Regions from separate parts of the Mus musculus genome. Here regions 1, 2, 3, 4, 5 and 7 are each linked to region 6. The links are chromatin contacts, called in public HiChIP or PLAC-seq and promoter capture Hi-C maps. All regions are on one chromosome and are shown on one strand. Each heading gives the region's core, a stretch centred on a gene start, on an enhancer-like site or on the middle of the called end of the contact. The rest is flanking DNA. Distances are from core to core; before and after follow the strand shown.

Region 1 (2,883 bases), core at 65-2,564, 780 kb after region 6:
AGCCACATGTGTTCTCTCTGAGCTACAATCTCAGAGATAAAACTTCTCATTTTACTTTTGGTCTTCTGTCAATCAGGCTGCTTTGAATTCCTTCCAGCCTTCCATTCCTGACCCTCCTGCTTGTCTCTGGAACACTGGTCTGACAGGCCCATTCTGCCATGCCTGGCATGGAACCCAGGGTTTCATGCATGCCAGTCAAGTGTATCCCTGCCCCCTCAACAGTTTCAGGTTTCCCCCAATATCTTTGCAGAAACCCCTCCCCAGTCCCGCCCATGTTACCCCTCCTAATGATAGAAAGCATTTGTCTCCTCAGCCCATCACTGCAGTACAAATGTTATCCTGTCTCCTCTCCAGTAGGATGCCAGCCACCAAGGGACTCCTTCCCTGCTGTCACCCGAGGTCCAGCTCACGGCAGGCTCTGTTCACAAGTCTATTGGGAAGGCACGAAACTTTAAAAAATGTTCCCAGGGCCGGACGTGGTGGCGCATGCCTTAAATCCCAGCACTTGGGAGGCAGAGGCAGGCGGATTTGAATTCGAGACCAGCCTGGTCTACAGAGTGAGTTCCAGGACAGCCAGGGCTACACAGAGAAACCCTGTCTTGAAACAAAACAAAACAAAGTTCAAACAAACCTTTGACAGGGAAGGACACTGAGATGGGAGATTGCTCACACCTGTGACCAAGGCACTGAGGAGCTGAAAGGTTCTTTGAATTTCTCAGCTAAGTAGTTCTCTACTAGTCAGAGCTACATTTAAGCCTGAGTCCTGGAAAGTTAATAAAGGGTCGTGCCCTGCTAACTCTATATTTAATTACGCTTAAGTCCCTAGATGACAACCGTTGTCATGACAACGGTTTCACCGGTGGAGAAATCAAGGCTCGGGTGTGACTGCTCTCCCTCGGAAGACCCTCAAGAACGGCGAGCAGGAGTGGAGGTGGGGGCTGGATCATAAAGACTTCCAAAGGCGCCTGAGCTACGAAGTACGATCGTATAGAGTCGCGCATTGTGAGCTATGACACTTATCTGGACGCCTCTGAGCCATGGCAATTGTCAGATGGGGAAACTGAGGCCCAGGAGTACCAGCTCCCCCCGAGAAGTCCCCCGGGGCTGGGGCGCAGGGGACCGGCCCTCACCCCGAAGCTGCCGGTAGGCGCCGTCCTGCATCTCCAGCAGCCGCTCCATCATCTGCTCGTAGCTCCCGAGCAGCCGCCGCTGCTGCGCCTCGGCGCGGTTGGCCCCCAGCAGGCTCAGTAGCCAGTTGCTCACCTCCACCATGTCGCGGAAAGCCGCCATGACTGATCGCGCCGAGTCCGAACCCGCGCAAATTCGTCTCACCACGGGCCCCGCCCCCTCCCCAGAGCGCATAAGTCTCATTGGATCGTTCCTACGTCCGTCTCCTGCAGGACTCAATCAGCGAGGGGACAGAGCGCTTCGGAAGGAGCGGCCATTTTGTGGAGATCCTGTGCGAAATTTCTTCTGTCACTCAGGTGTGAGGATCAATCATCGTAGGCGGGGGAGGGGGGGGGGCGGCGGCGCGGGGGGGGGGCGTGTCACACGTGGCCAGTTTGCGATTGGCCTGGTACGCGTGCGTCGATTGTCGGGCTATGAACTCCGGGGAGAGTCCAGGGCGTTAGGAGTCTGTTGCGCATGCGTAAACTGGAAAGCTGCGCGACTCTTAGAGAAATTTGCAGGTATCAGTCGCTGCTTGAAGGGCAATGTAACGGATGGTTTATTATTTTTGCTTGTTTTTTTTTTTTAGTTTACTTTAGGAATATATTAATTATACATAAAACTGGGATTCATTGGGTTTATTTTTTTCTTGGCGGGGGTTGGGATGTGTGAGCTGTGAGATGTTGAGACTATGTAGAACTGGCTGTCCAGGAGCTCTTTGTTAGAGATCCATCTACCTCTGCCTCCTAGTGGTTGGATTATAGGAACATGCCACCACAATCATTCACCAGTCTCTATTTTTTAGGCTTATTTCTCTTTCTTTAATGTGTATGGGTAAACGTTTTGCCTACATGTATGTATGTGTCAGCAGAGGTCATAAAAGGGCATCTGACCACTTGGAGCTAGATATGGATGGTTGTGAGCCATCATGTGGTGCTGGGAGCCAAACCCTGGTTCTCTACAAGAGCATCCAATGTTCTGGGAAGGCAGAGGCAGGCAGATCCCAGAGTTTGAGGCCAGCCTGGTCTACAAATAAAGCTCCAGGAGAGCCAGGATTATATAGAGACCTTGTCTCAAAAATAAAATAAAATAAAATCTTTAAGTAGGAGTCTAGCATGTATCTAGCATGTAGCACTCAGGTGATGGGAGCTTGAGGATGGAGGTAAATTCCAGGCCAGCCTGGGCAACAAGAGCAGTGAACCCCGAAGCTGAGCATGGTGGCTCAGGAATCAGGAGCCTAAGGAAGAGGAATTGCCATTCATGGGACTCCAGAGTGCTGAGTGAATTCCAGACCAGCCTGAACTACAAAGTGAACCCTGTCTCCTTAAATACCTATACCCCAGAGCTGGAGAGATGGCTCAGCGGTTAAGAGCACTCACTCACTGCTTTCCCAGAGGTTCTGAGTTCAATTTCCAGCAACCACATGGTGGCTCACAACCATCTGTAGTGAGATCCAATGTCTTTTTTTTTTTTTTTTTGGGGGGGGGGTTTGAGACAGGGTTTCTCTGTATAGCCCTGGCTGTCCTGGAACTAACATTGTAGACCAGGCTGGCCTCGAACTCAGAACCTGCCTGCCTCTGCCTCCCAAGTGCTGGGATTAAAGGTGTGTGCCACCACTGCCCAGCTGATGCCCTCTTCTGGTGTGTCTGAAGAGAGCAATGGTGTACTCCTATACATAAAATAAATAAATAATCTTTTTAAAAAATACAACCCAGA
Region 2 (2,898 bases), core at 214-2,713, 950 kb after region 6:
GTGTGAGGTGAATCCAGGCTCGCTGTGGTGCCAAGATGCAGAGGTTGATGAAGGCACAGCCCAAGGAGACGTGAAAATAGACTGGGAAGACCTTGCTCTGCACCAGTCCAAATGTGTGCCGCGGGAGGCTCCGAAAAAGCAGGAAGCCTGGGAGGTGGAGGGCCACAAACACCGTTAGGTTGCTTCCGGGTCCCCCTCCTACTCAGTCCTCACTCTAAATAACAGGTTGGAGGGTCCCTACCTGAGATAAAGGTCACCCACACCTGCATGCCCCAGGCACCAGACAAGACCAGCAAGTGGATGACTTTAATCAGACTTCCCGGGTCCTCTCCTTTTTCCATTCTGCAGCCCTGGGAAGGAAACAGTGGTGACTCAGCTTAACCTTCGACCCCCGAGCTTTGAGGCCTTGGCAGAGAGTGCATAGGGCCAGCCTCACACTGGTGCAAAGATGAGAGAAAACAGCCTGGAAATGGCAGTTGGAAGACCCAAAGTAGACCCTAGACAATCTCAAGCCCAACCAGTCGATCTGGGCTCAGGCTTGGGGCTGGAATCGTGGCTTTGCGGTCAGGGACTTTGTTGGTGCTGGCCTTACATGCTATCCTCCATACTTGCAAAATAATAGTAATAATAATAAGTAAATAATATCACCCAACATGAAGGCTTGTACCTGTAAATCCCCAACACTTGGAAGACGGAGACAGGGGAGTTGCCACTTTTCTAGCTCAAAGTTAGAAAAAGATTCCTCAATTCCAAAAAGCCTTTAAAGACGTAGAAACTGGCCTGGTGATTCACAGTTGTAACCCCAACATATCAGAGGGTGATGCAGGAAAATCACTGAGTTTGAGGACTGCCTGACATACTGTGAGACTCTCTCAAAATAAGGAAGCAAGCAAACATCTCAGGTCCAGCTGAGCAAATGGCTCAGCGGGCAGAGCGTTTGCCTCACGTGCAGGAAGCCTCGCGTTCCGTCTCCAGTTCTGCATAAAACAGGTTCTGGTTCTAGTCTGTCATTCCAGCACAAAAGTAGAAACAGGAGGGGCAGGAGTTGGAAGCCAACCAGAGATACATGAGACCTTGTCTCAAAACCAAAATTCTAGAACAAAAGACTCTCTCTAAACCACAATGTCCACTGCACCCCAAAAGCTTGAATCCCAGCAGCTCAAGTTCACATACTTAGGTTTTCAGGGATTACCCTAGCTCTGCAGACATCTAAGAGCCCTCATCCGGAACCCGAGATATTCTAAGAACATCCCAAAACACCCCCGGAGCCCCATCTGACCCCACCGTTGGAGCACACGAGCTCAGGCGTAGGGACCAAGAACCGTGGCAGCTCCAGTGCAGCTCCGGCTTGCCTGAGATTTCCCAGGTTTTCTTCCGCCCCGCAGGCCTCGCCCCACCTCCCAGCCAGAGCCAATGAGATCACAGCTCTCACTCCTCTGGACTCTCCCACTTAGGGATTGCCCAGTTGGCTTGCGGGAATCAACTGGCCATCTCGCCTCTCCGGACTTCATCCAGTCTCACCGAAGATGCGCAGGCGCCAATGAGCTCCGCGCCTGAGCGGAGTGAACGGGCGTGGCTTATGGGAGGACCACGCCCTTCTCTGTGACTCCACCTTTGGCCTCCCCTCGTTTTCCAACGATGGTGTCCTCAGGGGATCAAAACTTCAGCGTCACAGCTGGGGACTGGCTTCGTGGTCCCTGATGGGAGAGCATGAACGGGTGGTATGCTGTAGTAGGTGGGAATGGAAGAGAATGGGGAGACTGGAAGGGTGTTAGATTGACAGAACAAGGGGTTAGGACTAATAGCAATGGTTAAGCTTCCAAGCTCGAAAATTTTTCTGGAGAAGGGGACAGCTGAAGATTCAATTGGGGTTGTGGGGAGGGCAGGCAAGGTTGGGGACCTTCTGGTGGTGACGCTCAGAAATGTGTCTTTCCTTTCCCGCTCTAATCTTCGAGGGTATCTGTGGTCCTCAGGTGACATTCTAGAACAAATTTCATTTACAAGCATTGGACTAAATCTGTGTAATCAGGGCAGCCCAATATAGTATATATAATTTTTTCCCCTCCCAGATAGATTCTCACTGTGTAGCCATGGCTGGCCTGGAACTAGCTTTGTAGACTAGGCTGGCTTGGAACTCAGGGACCCCCTGAGTTCTGGGATTAAAAGGGCTGAACTACCACATCCTGTCCTTTATGTGTTTTGTTTGTTTCAGATTTAAAAAAATTTTTATGTGTATTAACGATTTGCTTGTATATATGTCTGGGCACTGCTTTCGAATCTAGTGCCTGTAGAGGTCAGAAGAGGGCATCAAATCCTCTGGGACTGGAGACACAGACGGTTGTGAGTCACCCTATGGGTGCTGGGAATTGAACCTGGGTACTCAGGAAAAGCAGCTAAACCAACTCTCAAGCCATTTTTTTTTTTAAGGTTTTTGTGACAGGGTCTCTTGCCCTGACTTGACTGAGACTCACTAAGTGGACCAGGCTGGCCTCGAACTCAGAGAGATTTGCCTGCCTTTGCCTCCTGAGTGCTGGGATTAAAGGCATGTGACTACTTTCTGTCCCCTTTTTAAATATAAAGCCTTGTTATCCTTGTTGTGCATGAGACATGTCTTACGAGTGCGTGTGTCATGGCACGCACGGCAGAGGACAACTTTACGCAGTTGGTTTTCTCTTCCCACCTTTAAGCTGGTCACTGGGCATCCGTTTGGGTTTACCTCTCCTCTGACTTTCACTTCTGCCAATACTGAGGAGATTCTGGCTGGAACATCTCTGAGGAGTCTCTTTGGGGAAACACTAAAGAGATCAGGTGTCTGGGGCTGGTTCTTAGTTGGCAAAGCACCTGCCTAGCGTGCAGCTGGGTTCCACCCCAGCACTGTGTAAACGGGATGCAGTGACA
Region 3 (2,913 bases), core at 137-2,636, 990 kb after region 6:
TCCTGAGGACTCACTCGAGCTGGTATGAGAAGCTGTAGTTGAAGTCCATCCCGGAGCTCGCCGCTTCCTCCCAGAAACACACCAAGTCTTCCAAGCGTTGGGTGAAGCACAGAAGTTCTTCGGAGCCCCGGGATGCCAGCAGGGCCGCTAGAAAAGGGGATAGCCATGGCGGGGGGAGGGGGAGATCAGGGAAGCCCAGGTCTGCCTTCCACGGTGCCCTTACCCTCCCTCTTGTCGCCTGTGCAGATCCGATAATTTTAGTGCCCCGCCCTCTTCTCCAAAAGGGCCTTCGAGGGGTCTTGCAAAAGTGGCGCCTCAGAACTCCCAAGAGTAGCGACCCCGCCTGCCTTGTTCTACTCCTCCGTGCGCACGCCCACTCACCCTGCAAGTTGAGCGCTGTTCGCCCCGCCCTAGCGGGTGTGTGTGAGCGCAGAGAACTCGGCCTCCTATCGGTTCCCGCAGGCACCCGGCTGTCCCCCGATAGCGCCAACCGTGTCCCCCGCCCCCTTCCTCCTCCTAGCAAGCCGTCCAAAGGACCTAGCACCATCCGCCCGCCAAACTGAGTTTACAGTCTGCAGCGGGTCTGTTTCACAGTCTCTGGGAGCTCGATCCCCTCCCCCAGGAGAGCGGACCTAGCACTACCTTACCCTTGCCATTTCTACCATATCCCAGACTCCCTCAAAACACGAAACAGAGCCGAATGTGTTGGCTCTTGCAGGTCATCCCAGCAACTGGAGGTGGAGGCAGGAGAATCAGGAATTCAAGCTCAACCTCAATTACATAATGAGTCTGAGGGCAGCTTTGGCTACACAGACGCCGCCTCAAAACCAGAAACAGTACAGGCGAGTGACACATGCCTTTCATCCTAGCAATTCCAGGACATCCTGGAATGTCTAGCGAGATCCTGCTTCAAACAAACAAACAAACAAACAAACAAACAAACAAACCAACCAATCTTAAGCCTCTGCCCTGAGCATCACTCCAGGGCGAGGAGACTCTGAGATGCCTCATCGAGTTCAGACACCAGTTTGGCCCCTAGGACCCCATCTGGAGGTTCAGGGGACATTTAGCCCCTGGGACTCGGGCTGGGAATTCAGACCACAGCATTGCCCATGTACAGTTCTTACCTTTGCTCTCAAACTTGGGGTCCGGGAGGCTGGGTGAAGGTGCCCAGGCTGCCCCAGCAAGTAGGAGACAGAGGGGGCCTACCCGAGGCCAGAGGGGCACCCTGAGTTTGTCCATGATGCAGCCCTAGCTTCAGGAAGCTCAGGGCTCCAGCGCCCCTGTTTCGTCCCCCCCACCTCTCCTTCCCTTTCCTCTTTCCCCTTTCCCCTAGTCCACAGCTGGGTCAGCAGCAGCTGCCGGACACAGCTGACCAGGAGCTTCTAAGTGGCAGCTCCTTCCAGGGGGCGGGGCCAGCTTGCAGGCTGGGGACAGATAAGCTACAGCCACCAAGGGAACAGGGGCCTTCTTGGGCACAGCCACTGCCTAAACCAGTGTAGGGGGTGGGGCAGACAGCAGAGTTTTGTTTCGGGTGGCTTTGCTAATGTGGTCACGGACAAGTGACTTATGTTGTTTCACCGTCTAGGTCTAGTCCGGGCATCTGTGAATCCAGCCTGCTGTGCAGCCGGCAGGCCACAGATGGAAGAGAGGCTCTCGCTCCAGCCAGTATCTCTTCCCCAGCTCAGTTCAAAATAAGAATCCTAAAGACAACTAGCAACTGGGTGTGTGAGTGGAATCAGGCTGTGTAGCGTGACAGACACGTGCTATGGTGTTTTCTGTTTATGAATTACACGGATTTGGGAATATGAAATATTTACTATTTTTAAAATTACATTTGTGTGTGTGTGCATGTGTGTGCATGCACAAATGCAGCAGGATGCTTGTGGACAGCACAGAACAACTTGGGGAGTCAGCTCTCTCCTGCCTTGTGCTCCTGGTATTAAGCTGAGGTCTTCAGTATTGGCAGAAAAATCTTTGACCAGCTGAGCCAGCTCACCTGAGCCATCCGTCTCACCAGCCCTGATTGTTTTGGAGACAGTGTATCCCAAGCTGACATCAAGCTCCCTGAATAACTAAGGATGATGTTAGACTCCTGGTCCTCCTGCTTTCACTTCCTGGGTGTTGGGATGACAGGCATGCACCACCTATGTGGTGCTGGGACTGGAACCCAGAGCTTCACCTTACTGAGCAAGGGCTCTGCCAACTCTACAGCTCCAGTATTGCTTGCTTTCTTCCATGCAGGATGTCACTAAATAGCCCAGGCCGTCTTGGAACTGTGGCAATCCTCCTGACCCAAGCTTCTGAGTGCTCAGATCACAGACCTGTGCTTTCTTTCTTTTCTTTTTTTTTTTAAGACTTATTTATTTATTATATGTAAGTACACTGTAGCTGTCTTCAGACGCACCAGAAGAGGGCATCAGATCTCTGTTACAGGTGGTTGTAAGCTACCATGTGGTTGCTGGGATTTGAACTTCGGACCTTTGGAAGAGCAGTCGGGTGCTCTTACCCCTGAGCCATCTCACCAGCCCCAGACCTGTGCTTTCTATACTTAAAAATAAAAAAAACAAAGTTGAATGGCGGGTAGTGGTACAGCACTTGCCTAGCAGGTGGAAAACCCTGGGTTTATCCCCAGAACCCCCCAAATACAGAGATAGGTGGATGCATACATATACATACATAAGTACATAGTACGTACATACATACATACATGGGTAGATGCATGGATACATACATACATGAACAGACACATATATGGATATACACATATACACAGATACAAGTATGTATATGTTCACATATGCATACATGCATTGACACACCCATGGACAGATAGGTAGGCAGATAGATGAATACATACATACATTCATATATACATACATTTATGATACAGTGGTTTAAATGAGAATGGCT
Region 4 (2,703 bases), core at 138-2,637, 880 kb after region 6:
GAATGCTAGGATAGGGTGAGAACCTTTCTCAAAATAAAGCAAACACAAAAGCAAGGTGCTGTAGATGTGGTTACCATGGAAACTGAGTGTGGCAGGGGGGGCCAGGAGTTCATGGCCGGTCTTGGCTACATAGTGCATCTGAGGTCAGCATGGGCTACGTGACCCCATCCCAGACTAACAAAACACAACAAAGTAAAACCAAGACTCCATTCAGTTGCAGGTTCATCTGGGGTTGTGGGAGAACTCAATAGGTAGGTGAATGTGCAGAAGCATCTATTTATCTACCAGGCTGCTTGGGAAATCTTGGGCTCCCTCACTACATCAAGGCCCAGGATCATTCTGCACATCTTTCCCACCTGAGCTAAAGGCATAAGGACTTAGGAGGCAAGACAACAAACAGAAAACTGCCCAACTGCTCTGCCCCAGATCACAACCCTCCTCTATCCAGAACTCTCTGTGGCTCTCACTTCACTTGGGGTCACAGTCAAAGTCCTTCTGGCCTACAAGGCGTAGGCCCTATAAAATCTATTCCTATTGGTCCCTCTGTGGCCCCAGGGCCTTTGCATTTGCTTCTTTCCTGGATGATGGGCAGATCTCTTCCTTCGCTCCTTTAGGTCTGTGCTTAACTCTACCTGGCCTACCATTGAGACCCTATCCTCCCTTTCCTGTCTTATGCATCCACACCATACCACGGACACATCTATGTTTGTCCCACCAGAGCGAAATCCAAGAATGGGGCAACTTTCTTGTGTCTCCATCAGGGTGGGACCCACAGAGTGGCTTCTCTCACCTAAGGTGGTCAGACAGGTCTCCAGAGGATCGGATACCTGGGATGATTTACCTGGGATGATTTCTAACCTACCCCAGATTTGAGCCTCTCTCACAATCCAGTGTCCATGGAAGGGGATCCCCCAGCATCTGTTGCCTGTCCCTCCCCTGTCTGCCCACCAGCTGGTTCAGTCCCCAGCCCCCTCGGCCCCCTCCCACGCCCAGCCGGTGCTGGGAGAGGCTGGGGCAGGAGACTGAGGGGCTATCCCCAGCTGTCCCCAGCTCCAGACAGCTGGGTCCCGGGACCCTGGGCGGGGGAGGGGTGCGAATTTCCCCAGGCTGGTGAAGGGAAGGACGGCAAGAGGGTCCGAATGCAGCCTAGCACTCTCGGAGCCCGGCCCGCACGGACCCGGGATGCGCTTCCTCCTCCGGGAAGTCCTCGGGGAGCCCGGCACGCCCCCGCTGCCCGCCATCTCCAGCACTCGCCCGTCCCGCCCAGAGTGGCCGTGACCGCGGCCGCTCTCACTACCTGTTGATCTTGTGAGCGAAGGCGCGGCGCTCCGAGGCCGCCATGACGCCCCGCGTCCCGCCGCAGCCTCCCGAGTCTGGGCAGCCGGGCTGGGCGGAGCAGGCGCGCGGGAGAGGCGGGGCCTGTGCTGATGGGGCGGGGCCTGCACTTCGACCCGCCCCAGCCGCGGAACCAAGACGGGAATGACGCGGGGTCTTCTCGGGGCGTGGTGGCGAGGCCGGGCCAACTCTAGGATGGGGAGGAGCCTTCTCTGGAGGGGGCGGGGCTTTCCCTAGATAGGGCGGAGCCTTTTCTGGGATGCCGTGGGGCCAGCATTGAGAGTGGGACAGAAATACTGGGGATGGGGAGGAGACAGCGCTGACAGGAGGATGGAGCAGGCTGTGATCTGGGATGTCGCTGCTCTAGGATAGGGACCGGGACAAGGCTGGAGAGATGAGGATCTTTGTGGGCGTGGCTTATGAGGGACGGTCCTTGATGGGCGGGACGTTGTGAGTGGCTCATCTCTGCGATGGGCTAGGGAGCTGGGGACCAGGCAGAGCAGGGCATGGGGTGGGTGTGGAGCAGGGGCAGGGCATGGAAGGGAGTGTTCCCCTCCCACTGGGGTCAAGATGGGGAAACTGAGTCTTCTGTTGGGCTGGGAAGAAAAAATACGGAACATCAAAACCTGTTAGGTCAGCCGGGCAGTGGTGGCTCATGCCTTTAATCCCAGCACTTAGGAGGCAGAGGCAGGCTAATTTCTGAGTTCGAGGCCAGCCTGGTCTACAGAGTGAGTTCCAAGACAGCCAGGGCTACACAGAGAAACCCTGTCTCGAAAAAACAACACAAAACAAAACAAACAAACAAACAAAAAAGTTAGGTCCTCACTAGTCCCGGAGGCACGCTGCCTAAAAAACAACATCAATGTCACACAATAATTACTAAGGTTTTGTTTATAGTCGCTCAATGGACATAGGTGGGAAGAACTGTTGTTTTCCACTACTGACAAGTGGGTTAACTGAAGCCTAGCAGTGTGGAGGCTTTTACATAGTAGGCCTCAAAAGGTGCTCAAGGGACTTCCTGCCAGTCTCTGGGTTGCAGTAGAGAGGTGGATGAGTCCAGCTAAGCTCAGGGGTGTCACTCTAGGAGGTGTGACTCAGAAAGCCAGTATCGATACCTGAGCGAGCCAGTCCGGAAGTTTCTGATTACCTGAAGTTGTAGGATGTCTTCATTAATTTGTGGCCTTAAATATCTTCCCAACAGCTCCTTTCCCAATAACAGTTTCCTAGAATTTTTTCAGTCCTGGCTCATCTTTGGATATGCCAATTGTCTGCTGCCTCCACACCTTCTCCTGAGTAGCTTCAGCCCTCTGAGCAGTCACGGTCAAAACAGTCTTGGTAGGGTAGGCAGCTGTGCAGCACAGGACATGT
Region 5 (2,701 bases), core at 162-2,661, 820 kb after region 6:
CTCACGTCTCTGCCCTCACTTTGCTGGCATGAACACCTGAAATGCAGTTACCAGTTGTAGATAAAATTGGCTCTGCATCTGCCTGGAGCCTCAGAACCTCCAAGGACAGGAAGTTAGTCCAAAATATTTTCTGAGGACTTAAGAGAGACACAGAAGTAGGGAGCAGAATTGGGGTAGCCTGGGCTAGGGGCACTGAGGTGGAATGAATAATGAATAATTACCACACCGTTTTGTTTGGTTATTTAAGGCAGTTTCCTGTAGCCCAGGCTGGCCTCAAACTCACTATGTGGCTGGGGATGACCCTGAAATCCTGATCCTCCAGCCTGCACCTCATAAGTGCTGGCGTGGCTGGCTACACCACACCACACCATACATTCTGGGGTGGAACCCCCGGTTTCATACATGCTAGGCCCACGTTCTCCATCCCCAGCCATGCTTATGTTTTTGGAAAAAGATCTTGCAAGCTGAGTGTAGCCTCACATGCCTTTAATCCCAGCACTTGGGAGGCGGAGGCAGGCAGATCTCTGACTTGAACCTAAAACGGGGCAGATTCGCCCAAAGCACCCCTAGACCCTATACATCTTACTCTCCAGATGGAGCGATGGAGGTCTACGGGTCTCGTTATCTAACCTCAGGCTGGTAACTCCGTGGCGGGAGTCGGAGGAGGCCCCTCTCTCCACAAGATCCCGGGATGAGAGAGGCGGAAGGAGGCTGGAAGAATCAACAGGTGGGAGTTTCCAGGAAAGGGCCACAGGGTCTCCCCAGAGTGCACCCCCCCCCACCACCAGCCTGGGTGAATCTGGGATCTGGGGGTTTTCCTGCCGCGCTCCCTCCGCCCCTAAAGTTGGGGGTGAGGAGGACCCCGCCCCGGGCGGGGAGGGGGCGGGGCCTGCGGGGTCCCAGTCTAATGGCAAACATCTGCTGATCCCCACACCCGCCCAGCAGCCAGGCCCAGCCCGGCCGGACGCCCGGATGCCTTCCCGCCGCTGAGGGGCCTGGTCCGGCCACCCGGAGCTGCGAGAGCGGGGACCTGGGAAGGTTAGGGGACAGAGCTAGACGAGAGTGGCGGAGCAGAGGAAGAGAGGCAGGGAATGATAAAGGCATAGAGGTGGGCTAGGGGCAAGGGAAGCAGGGCCCAGGTCAGGGCTGGGGAGGGGAGAGGAGCGCGGGGACCCAGACGCTCCGGTTTGCAAAGTTTGGGCGCAGATGTTAAGACTTGAGAGGGACCAGCTAAGAGAGAGTGTGCGAGCTTGTAGCCTCGGGTTGGAGGTGGGTTAGAAATCCTGATAGTGCCCCTAGAGTAGCCCGGACCCCACGCCACCCCGATCAGCCCTCCGTCCCACTCGCCTGGCACGCTCGAGCCTCCGCCGTCCCAGGCGTCCTGCCCGCTCCGCCTCAGTCGCCGCAAGCTTGCGGAGCCAGCGCGGTAGCCACGCCCCCACCAGAAAGCCACGCCCCTCCAGTCTCCCGGGCGCCTCGGCCGCGGGGCCTGGGGGCGAAGTTGAAGGGTGGTCGTGGGGGTGCACGCGCTCTCGCTGCGGCCTGAGCACGTCCTAGGGTCTCAGTCGGCTCCTGGCCACCAGCCCTCCGGACAGGGTCCCCGCTTCTCCAAGCCTGGTGCCCGCCCTTCGCAGCTGGACGCTGCAGGGGGCGGAGCTGGCCGCAGCCCAGCTCGAGGGCGGGTGCGGTAGCGGCGACTGGAGGTCACCCCTCCCCCGTTGGCCGCCAGCAGCTGGAAGTCTTCCAGCTGCAGGCCGGGTGCACCATGGCGTGACCGCCGACCCAAACTCTAAGATTGCAGCACCCACACCCCAATCTCCTGAAATTGAAGTTGTGCCTCAGTTTCCCCATCAGCAAAATGGGGTCAATCACATGACCCATCTGTTAAGTGTGTTCAGAAAATTCCCTTCATACTACTCTTGGGCTGACACAAATCACAGGGCGTGGTTTATTGATTTTGTGAGGTTGGGGATGGACCCCAGGACTCTGAATGCTAATCACTCTGCCTCTAAACTACACCCTAGTCCAGAGATGAACTTCTGTTTGCACTGGACTTTCTGAAGCCACTCTCACAGCGGGACTGCACACCTGTAGTCCCAGCACATGAAAGATGTGGAGCCAGGGCGATCAAGTACTAGAGAGGTCACCTTCTACTCCAGTAATTCTGAGCCAGGAGAGACTGTCTCAAAATAAACAAACTAAAGACAAAACAACAGGAAAGAAAGAAAGGAAGAAAGAAAGAAAGAGAGAGGAAGGGAAGGGGAGGAAAGAGGAAAAATATAGCTTCCTGGAAGCCTCTGCTTAGCACACGTGACAGGTGGATGTCTCAGTGGGTAAACTGCCTGCCGGTGTGAACTAGGATCTGAGTTCGAACTCCAGCATCTACATAAGAGTTGGGCCCACAAGTTTACCTGTAAGCCGAATTCTGGGGGCTGGGCAGATCTCTATGGCTGGGGCTTACCAGCCAGTGAACCTAGCTGCATCTATGAACTCCAGGTTCAATGAGACCTGTCTCAAAAAATAAGTGGATGACCAAGGGGAGGCTCGTCAGATGTCAAGACGAAGGTGCCTGCTGCAAGCCTGAAAGCTCAATGCCTGCGATCTATACAGTGGAAGGGGAGAACTGAGTTCTGCAAACTGTCCTCTGACTCCACATGTGTGTCATGGCACCCATGCACCCACAAACATACAGACAGACAGA
Region 6 (2,700 bases), core at 14-2,513:
TCAGGCAGCACTCTCCAGCTCCTTATCAGGCCGAGGAATGCGTGGTATCCACACTCGCTTGCGCTGGGGCGGCGCCATCTCTCTCTCCTGAGACCCCGACACGCGCGCAGGATGTCCCTATCCTGCACAAAGCAACAGGGGGTGGCCACATTTCTGCACCCCACCAGAGGCCCCCCACATCCAGATTCCTGGGGCACTGGAGAGAGTAACTACAGCTACTTCATTCCCTCCCCCCCCCTCAGTGATGCTCCCATGTTGCCCCGCAGGGGACAGTAGGCTCTGCGGGTGTCGCCTCGGGCATCTAACAACAAGGATAGGGACGGGGGTGGGGAGGTGGAAATCCCCGGGTGAGTCAACCCATGCTCTAGAGGGGGGCGAGGTCCCAACGCCGTGTAGCCCGCGACAACGCGGACTCCACGCCACGCGTGCCTTCCTTCACTCCTACGCCCCATCCCTGAGCTAGGAAAAGGAGACACCTGGACTTTGCAGTTAATGTCCCTTTCCTTCGATACAAAGTGATTCTTCCGAAAGAGAGACTGAAAGAGAGGGGCAACTAACTGGAAACTGAGGCAAAAAACTAGTCTCACAGGCGGTGGGGCGACGGCCTTCGCCGGGGACCCCGCCCATGAACTCTGAAAGCTTTCCCCGCTCGCTCGTCCGTAGCACCTTTCATCCTAGCCGGAGACAGAGAAGAAGGGATGCTGCACCTCTCCCCAACAACCTCACTGCCCCAAACCCTGCTTCCTGAGAACCCCCATCCAGTCTTGCAAAGTCTCCAGCTCAAAGCGCTCGGATTCCGCCTTTCTCTTCAGCGCCAACTTCCTGCCCGAAGGAAGGCGGGGAGCTCAGTCTGGGGGTGCGCCACTGAGTAGGTGGCGAGCTGCCTGGAGTAGTGGGCAGGGGCGCATGGTAGATGATCTGTTCCCTCGGTGCAGCAGAGCCTGGAGCAGCGCGTGCAACGCCTGTACGAGCGCCTGACCCCGGACCGGGCCCCCCAGCTGGGATCTCAGGGTCTCCGTGAACCGCGGCCGCCCAGATCGGAACCTCCCCTCTGCCCCGCGCGCTCACCTGGCTAGGCCGGCCGGGGTCCCTGCCCTGGCCTGAGTGGCCTTGGCGTCTGCGCCCCGGGACAGCCAGTGGTTGGTTTTGGAGACTGTTGGCTGTGCTCGGTCTATGTCCCGGAGTTGGGGACCCAGGACAAGAGAGAGGCGGGCAGAGCCGCTGCCTCCGGCCCCAACTCCCTGCTCGCCCCGCCCTCCTCTCCTCCTCTTTCCGGCGGCGACTTGCAATGAATTCCAGATGTGGCCCGCCAGTTAGCCAGGGCGCGCACGGGGGAAGAGCAGGGCCCCTTTGTCCACACCCCCACACACACACTCCTGCCCTGCTCCTCCCAACCCCCACTCGTGAGAACTGCCGTGGCATGATGTCACGGCCGCGTGACGTCACAGCTCTCTTAACCCAGGTGACCTAGTACTGAAACAACTGTATTCCATTTGGCTTAGCGCCAGGCTAATGCTTGGGACCTGGAAATGGAGGAAATCACACTTACCTACTATGTGAGAACTCAGCAATTCAAGATTAAGCACCTACTATGTGTTTCTACAAGAAATAAATTCCTACACTGTATCATACCCAGCCCCCCAAACAGAAGACTTGGTAAGAACTCCCAGATCCAACTGGGCTTTGTGGCACATATGCCTGTCATTCCAGCATCTGCCACCTGGGAGGTGGGAAGATCAGGAGTTCAGGGTCCTCTTAGCAACCTTAAGCCACTGCCTGCTCAAGACCCTTTCTGAAAAACAACAGGCAGGGATGTGGAGGCAGGTGGTTGAGTGTTTGCCTAGCATGCATCCTCAACACTGCAAAAATATGGAATGGTGGCTTGGGCCTCTAATTCCAAACTTGTGAAGTAGAAGCAGGAGGTTTGTTTTAGAGTTCAAGGCCAATCTGGATCACATGATCCTGTTGGCTCCTTCCCTCCAAACAACTCAGGGTGAAAAAAAAATCCAAAATTAGAGTGAGTGACAGAAGGTCAGCTGTCCAGCTCCACTAGGCAGGGAGGGGAAAGGGCTTGTCTGGAAGCCTGACCTGAGGTCAGTCCCTGGAAGCAAAGTTGGCCTCTGACCTCCACAGGGCACACTGGCATTGCTGCACCTACATTCATTCACTGATACATGTACAATAATAATAAATGCATTTAAAAAAGAATAACAAAACCGGGCGTGGTGGTGCACGCCTTTAATCCCAGCACTCGGGAGGCAGAGGCAGGCGAATTTCTGAGTTCAAGGCCAGCCTGGTCTACAGAGTGAGTTCCAGGAGGCTGTGAGTTGTCAGTGGGTAAGGCCTTGCCTGGGACCCACAAGGTGGAAATTGAGAACCAATTCCTGCAAGTTGTCCTGTGACCTCCAAGGCCTGCTGCTGAGGCACATGCACACACCCACGTACATGTACACACCCACGTGCATGCACGCACATGGGTATAAAGTTAAAATTAATAAATTTTTAAAAGGCGCTAAAGAGGTGCCTCTAATGGTCAAGAGCACTTCCTGCTCTTGCAGAGAACAGAATGTCCCAGCACCCACAGACCTGACAACTTCTGAGTCCAGCCCCAGGGGATCTGACCCTTTCAGCCTCAAGGGCCCGTGTACACACATGCACATACCCACAATTACACATAATTAAAAACAAAAAAAAATAAAC
Region 7 (2,979 bases), core at 2-2,501, 610 kb after region 6:
GTTCTTCTCATCTAAACCCCAGGAAGAACCATGGGGGAGGGGTGTGGTTGTCATTTCCCCAGCAGCTACCCTGAATGCCTGTCCCTTAAGTGCATTTGTCTCAGTACATGGGTGTCAGGGTGAGTAGGGACCCGATGGCCATGGGTTGGCTGTGCTTCTAGAGTCCAGCCAGTCTTAGCCCGGAGACCCCAAAGGACCATTCAGGGAAGGCCCTTGGGAATGATATCAAGGTATGTGGGATAGTGGCACAAGTGGTGGTGCCAACCCAGTGAAGTGCATCCATCTCTTCTTGACAGAATGACCGTGTGGCTATCCACAGCCCCAACAGAGCCCCTGACCCACTGGTACCAGGTCCGGTGCCTCTTCCAGTCACCGTTGTTTGCCAAGGCCGGGGACACGCTCTCAGGGACATGTCTGCTTATTGCCAACAAAAGGTGCACCCTGCCACCCATCTAGGGCTGGATAGGCACAGGGTTCTACCAGCCCAGCTGCCTCACAGCCATCCTTTCTATTCCCCCAGACAGAGCTATGACATCAGTATTGTGGCACAGGTGGACCAGACAGGCTCCAAGTCCAGTAACCTGCTGGATCTAAAGAACCCCTTCTTCAGGTAGTACAGGGTTTCAGCGGGAGAGGGCACCTGGAGTCCCACAGCCCTGCCTGCCCACAGTTAATCTCTGCCACAGGTACACAGGTACAACCCCATCACCCCCACCTGGCTCACACTACACGTCTCCCTCGGAGAATATGTGGAACACAGGAAGCACCTATAATCTCAGCAGCGGGGTGGCTGTGGCTGGTGAGTCTGACTGTTATTTCCAGACATGGCTGGAGGCCCTTGGTGGCAGCCTGGACCCCAATTCCCAGAGCCTGCCCCACCCCTGACACCTACTCTCTGGTTAGGAATGCCTACTGCCTACGACCTGAGCAGTGTTATTGCCGGCGGCTCCAGTGTGGGTCACAACAACCTGATTCCCTTAGGTGAGTGTCCCCTGGGATCTATGGCATGGCAGGGGAGGACTGGGATGTGCCAGTGGCCAGTTAAACCAGTGCTTGGTTCTCTGCCACCACTGTCGCTGTCATGGTCACTTCTTCTTCTTCCTGGGGACTCTAGCCCTGTGTGCCTCTCTACTTTTATCACCACTCCACCTGCCCTTCCCTACACCATCCATGAGTGGAGTGGGCAGGGCAGGCTGGGGGCGGTGACATCTGCCTCCCTCCCTCTTTCCTCCCTGTCGCTACGCAGCTAACACAGGGATTGTCAATCACACCCACTCCCGGATGGGCTCCATAATGAGCACGGGCATTGTCCAAGGTAACAGGGTAGTGGGGCCGTGGGCGGGGGACGTTCCGCCTGGCCTGCGCACACGTTCAAGCTACCAGTGGGGGCCAGGCAGGCTCAGGGGTCATGCTGGCTCCTCAGTGCCCGTGACCTGCCCTACAGGCTCCTCAGGTGCCCAGGGAGGCGGCGGTAGCTCCAGTGCCCACTATGCAGTCAACAACCAGTTCACCATGGGTGGCCCTGCCATCTCTATGGCCTCGCCCATGTCCATCCCGACCAACACCATGCACTATGGGAGTTAGGTGCCTCCAGCCGCGACAGCACTGCGCACTGACAGCACCAGGAAACCAAATCAAGTCCAGGCCCGGCACAGCCAGTGGCTGTTCCCCCTTGTTCTGGAGAAGTGTGAACACCCGGTCACAGCCCTCTTTGCTATGGGAACTTGGACAATTTTGTACACGATGTCGCCGCTGCCCTCAAGTACCCCCAGCCCAACCTTTGGTCCCGAGCGCGTGTTGCTGCCATACTTTACATGAGATCCTGTTGGGGCAGCCCTCATCCTGTTCTGTACTCTCCACTCTGACCTGGCTTTGACATCTGCTGGAAGAGGCAAGTCCTCCCCCAACCCCCACAGCTGCACCTGACCAGGCAGGAGGAGGCCAGCAGCTGCCACCACAGACCTGGCAGCACCCACCCCACAACCCGTCCTTGCACCTCCCCTCACCTGGGGTGGCAGCACAGCCAGCTGGACCTCTCCTTCAACTACCAGGCCACATGGTCACCATGGGCGTGACATGCTGCTTTTTTTAATTTTATTTTTTTACGAAAAGAACCAGTGTCAACCCACAGACCCTCTGAGAAACCCGGCTGGCCGGGCCAAGCCAGCAGCCCCTGTTCCTAGGCCCAGAGGTTCTAGGTGAGGGGTGGCCCTGTCAAGCCTTCAGAGTGGGCACAGCCCCCTCCCACCAAAGGGTTCACCTCAAACTTGAATGTACAAACCACCCAGCTGTCCAAAGGCCTAGTCCCTACTTTCTGCTACTGTCCTGTCCTGAGCCCTGAAGGCCCCCCTCCATCAAAAGCTTGAACAGGCAGCCCAGAGTGTGTCACCCTGGGCTACTGGGGCAGACAAGAAACCTCAAAGATCTGTCACACACACACAAGGAAGGCGTCCTCTCCTGATAGCTAACATAGGCCTGTGTGTTGCGTTCACATTCATGTTCTACTTAATCCTCTCAAGACAGCAACCCTGGGAAGGAGCCTCGCAGGGACCTCCCCAGACAAGAAGAAAAGCAAAGAAGGAAGGGTGATTAATAAGCACAGGCAGTTTCCCCTATTCCCTTACCCTAGAGTCCCCACCTCAATGGCCACAGCCTGCCACAGGAACCCCTTGGCAAAGGCTGGAGCTGCTCTGTGCCACCCTCCTGACCTGTCAGGGAATCAGAGGGCCCTCAGGCAGCTGGGAACCAGGCTCTCTCCTGTCCATCAGTAATACTCCTTGCTCGGCTGCCCCTCCCCCACCTTTATATAAATTCTCTGGATCACCTTTGCATAGAAAATAAAAGTGTTTGCTTTGTAAGAAAAGCCTGCAAAACAGCAGGGTAGTCTCCAGGGTCCAAGAATCCTCCCATCTTCATAGGGAGGGCAGGACAAGTAGTATCCCCTTGAGTTTGGCCTGAAAAAGAAAGACTCCTAGGAAT

What was found. Promoter capture Hi-C pulls out the DNA fragments that hold promoters and counts their contacts. HiChIP or PLAC-seq counts read pairs in DNA pulled down with a chosen protein or histone mark.
Region 1: a promoter capture Hi-C map of liver shows a contact between it and region 6, with 4 times the contacts expected there. The contact joins the promoter of Spc24 here to the promoter of S1pr2 in region 6. A contact is called at or near these places in 3 of 39 promoter capture datasets (liver, pre-B cells and second pharyngeal arch cranial neural crest) and 1 of 9 other capture datasets (liver).
Region 2: a contact with region 6 is called in a promoter capture Hi-C map of liver, with 6 times the contacts expected there. The contact joins the promoter of Ccdc159 here to the promoter of S1pr2 in region 6. A contact is called at or near these places in 3 of 39 promoter capture datasets (cranial neural crest and liver) and 1 of 9 other capture datasets (liver).
Region 3: a promoter capture Hi-C map of liver shows a contact between it and region 6, with 10 times the contacts expected there. The contact joins the promoter of Epor here to the promoter of S1pr2 in region 6. A contact is called at or near these places in 3 of 39 promoter capture datasets (cranial neural crest, hippocampal neurons and liver).
Region 4: a FOXA1 HiChIP or PLAC-seq map of pancreatic cancer cells shows a contact between it and region 6. The contact joins the promoter of Dock6 here to the promoter of S1pr2 in region 6. A contact is called at or near these places in 3 of 39 promoter capture datasets (liver and pre-B cells) and 1 of 115 datasets of contacts at active chromatin or transcription factors (pancreatic cancer cells).
Region 5: a contact with region 6 is called in a promoter capture Hi-C map of liver, with 9 times the contacts expected there. The contact joins the promoter of Kank2 here to the promoter of S1pr2 in region 6. A contact is called at or near these places in 4 of 39 promoter capture datasets (cranial neural crest, liver, maxillary cranial neural crest and 1 more).
Region 7: a promoter capture Hi-C map of hippocampal neurons shows a contact between it and region 6, with 3 times the contacts expected there. The contact joins the enhancer-like site here to the promoter of S1pr2 in region 6. A contact is called at or near these places in 4 of 39 promoter capture datasets (hippocampal neurons, liver and pre-B cells) and 1 of 9 other capture datasets (liver).

Annotation. Positions count from the first base shown.
Region 1 is chr9:21,758,989-21,761,871 of GRCm38.p6, forward strand. Spc24 (SPC24, NDC80 kinetochore complex component, homolog (S. cerevisiae)) reads right to left here and starts at 1,315. Exons shown (of 5, transcript NM_026282.6): 1 at 1,131-1,315. The coding sequence starts at 1,290.
Region 2 is chr9:21,926,008-21,928,905 of GRCm38.p6, forward strand. Ccdc159 (coiled-coil domain containing 159) reads left to right here and starts at 1,464. Exons shown (of 13, transcript NM_025977.3): 1 at 1,464-1,721. The coding sequence starts at 1,711. It overlaps Tmem205 (transmembrane protein 205), which reads right to left and starts at 1,528. Exons shown (of 4, transcript NM_178577.5): 1 at 1,285-1,528; 2 at 242-350; 3 at 1-147. The coding sequence starts at 341.
Region 3 is chr9:21,962,190-21,965,102 of GRCm38.p6, forward strand. Epor (erythropoietin receptor) reads right to left here and starts at 1,387. Exons shown (of 8, transcript NM_010149.3): 1 at 1,128-1,387; 2 at 15-147. The coding sequence starts at 1,242.
Region 4 is chr9:21,851,248-21,853,950 of GRCm38.p6, forward strand. It overlaps Dock6 (dedicator of cytokinesis 6), which reads right to left and starts at 1,388. Exons shown (of 50, transcript NM_177030.3): 1 at 1,298-1,388. The coding sequence starts at 1,341.
Region 5 is chr9:21,797,135-21,799,835 of GRCm38.p6, forward strand. Kank2 (KN motif and ankyrin repeat domains 2) reads right to left here and starts at 1,412. Exons shown (of 12, transcript NM_145611.4): 1 at 1,348-1,412.
Region 6 is chr9:20,975,530-20,978,229 of GRCm38.p6, forward strand. It overlaps S1pr2 (sphingosine-1-phosphate receptor 2), which reads right to left and starts at 1,264. Exons shown (of 2, transcript NM_010333.4): 1 at 1,069-1,264.
Region 7 is chr9:21,586,605-21,589,583 of GRCm38.p6, forward strand. Carm1 (coactivator-associated arginine methyltransferase 1) reads left to right here. Exons shown (of 16, transcript NM_021531.6): 11 at 297-434; 12 at 521-610; 13 at 687-799; 14 at 904-981; 15 at 1,247-1,315; 16 at 1,445-2,863. The coding sequence ends at 1,584. Yipf2 (Yip1 domain family, member 2) reads right to left here. Exons shown (of 8, transcript NM_138303.2): 8 at 2,078-2,979. Among named protein-coding and RNA genes, the nearest start is that of Timm29, 4.6 kb to the right of the region's middle. Within about 2 kb of position 1,252, at least 5 of the 459 cell types and tissues checked have an H3K27ac peak or open chromatin away from gene starts, as enhancers often do. A contact at or near this core is called in hippocampal neurons, where this site is marked.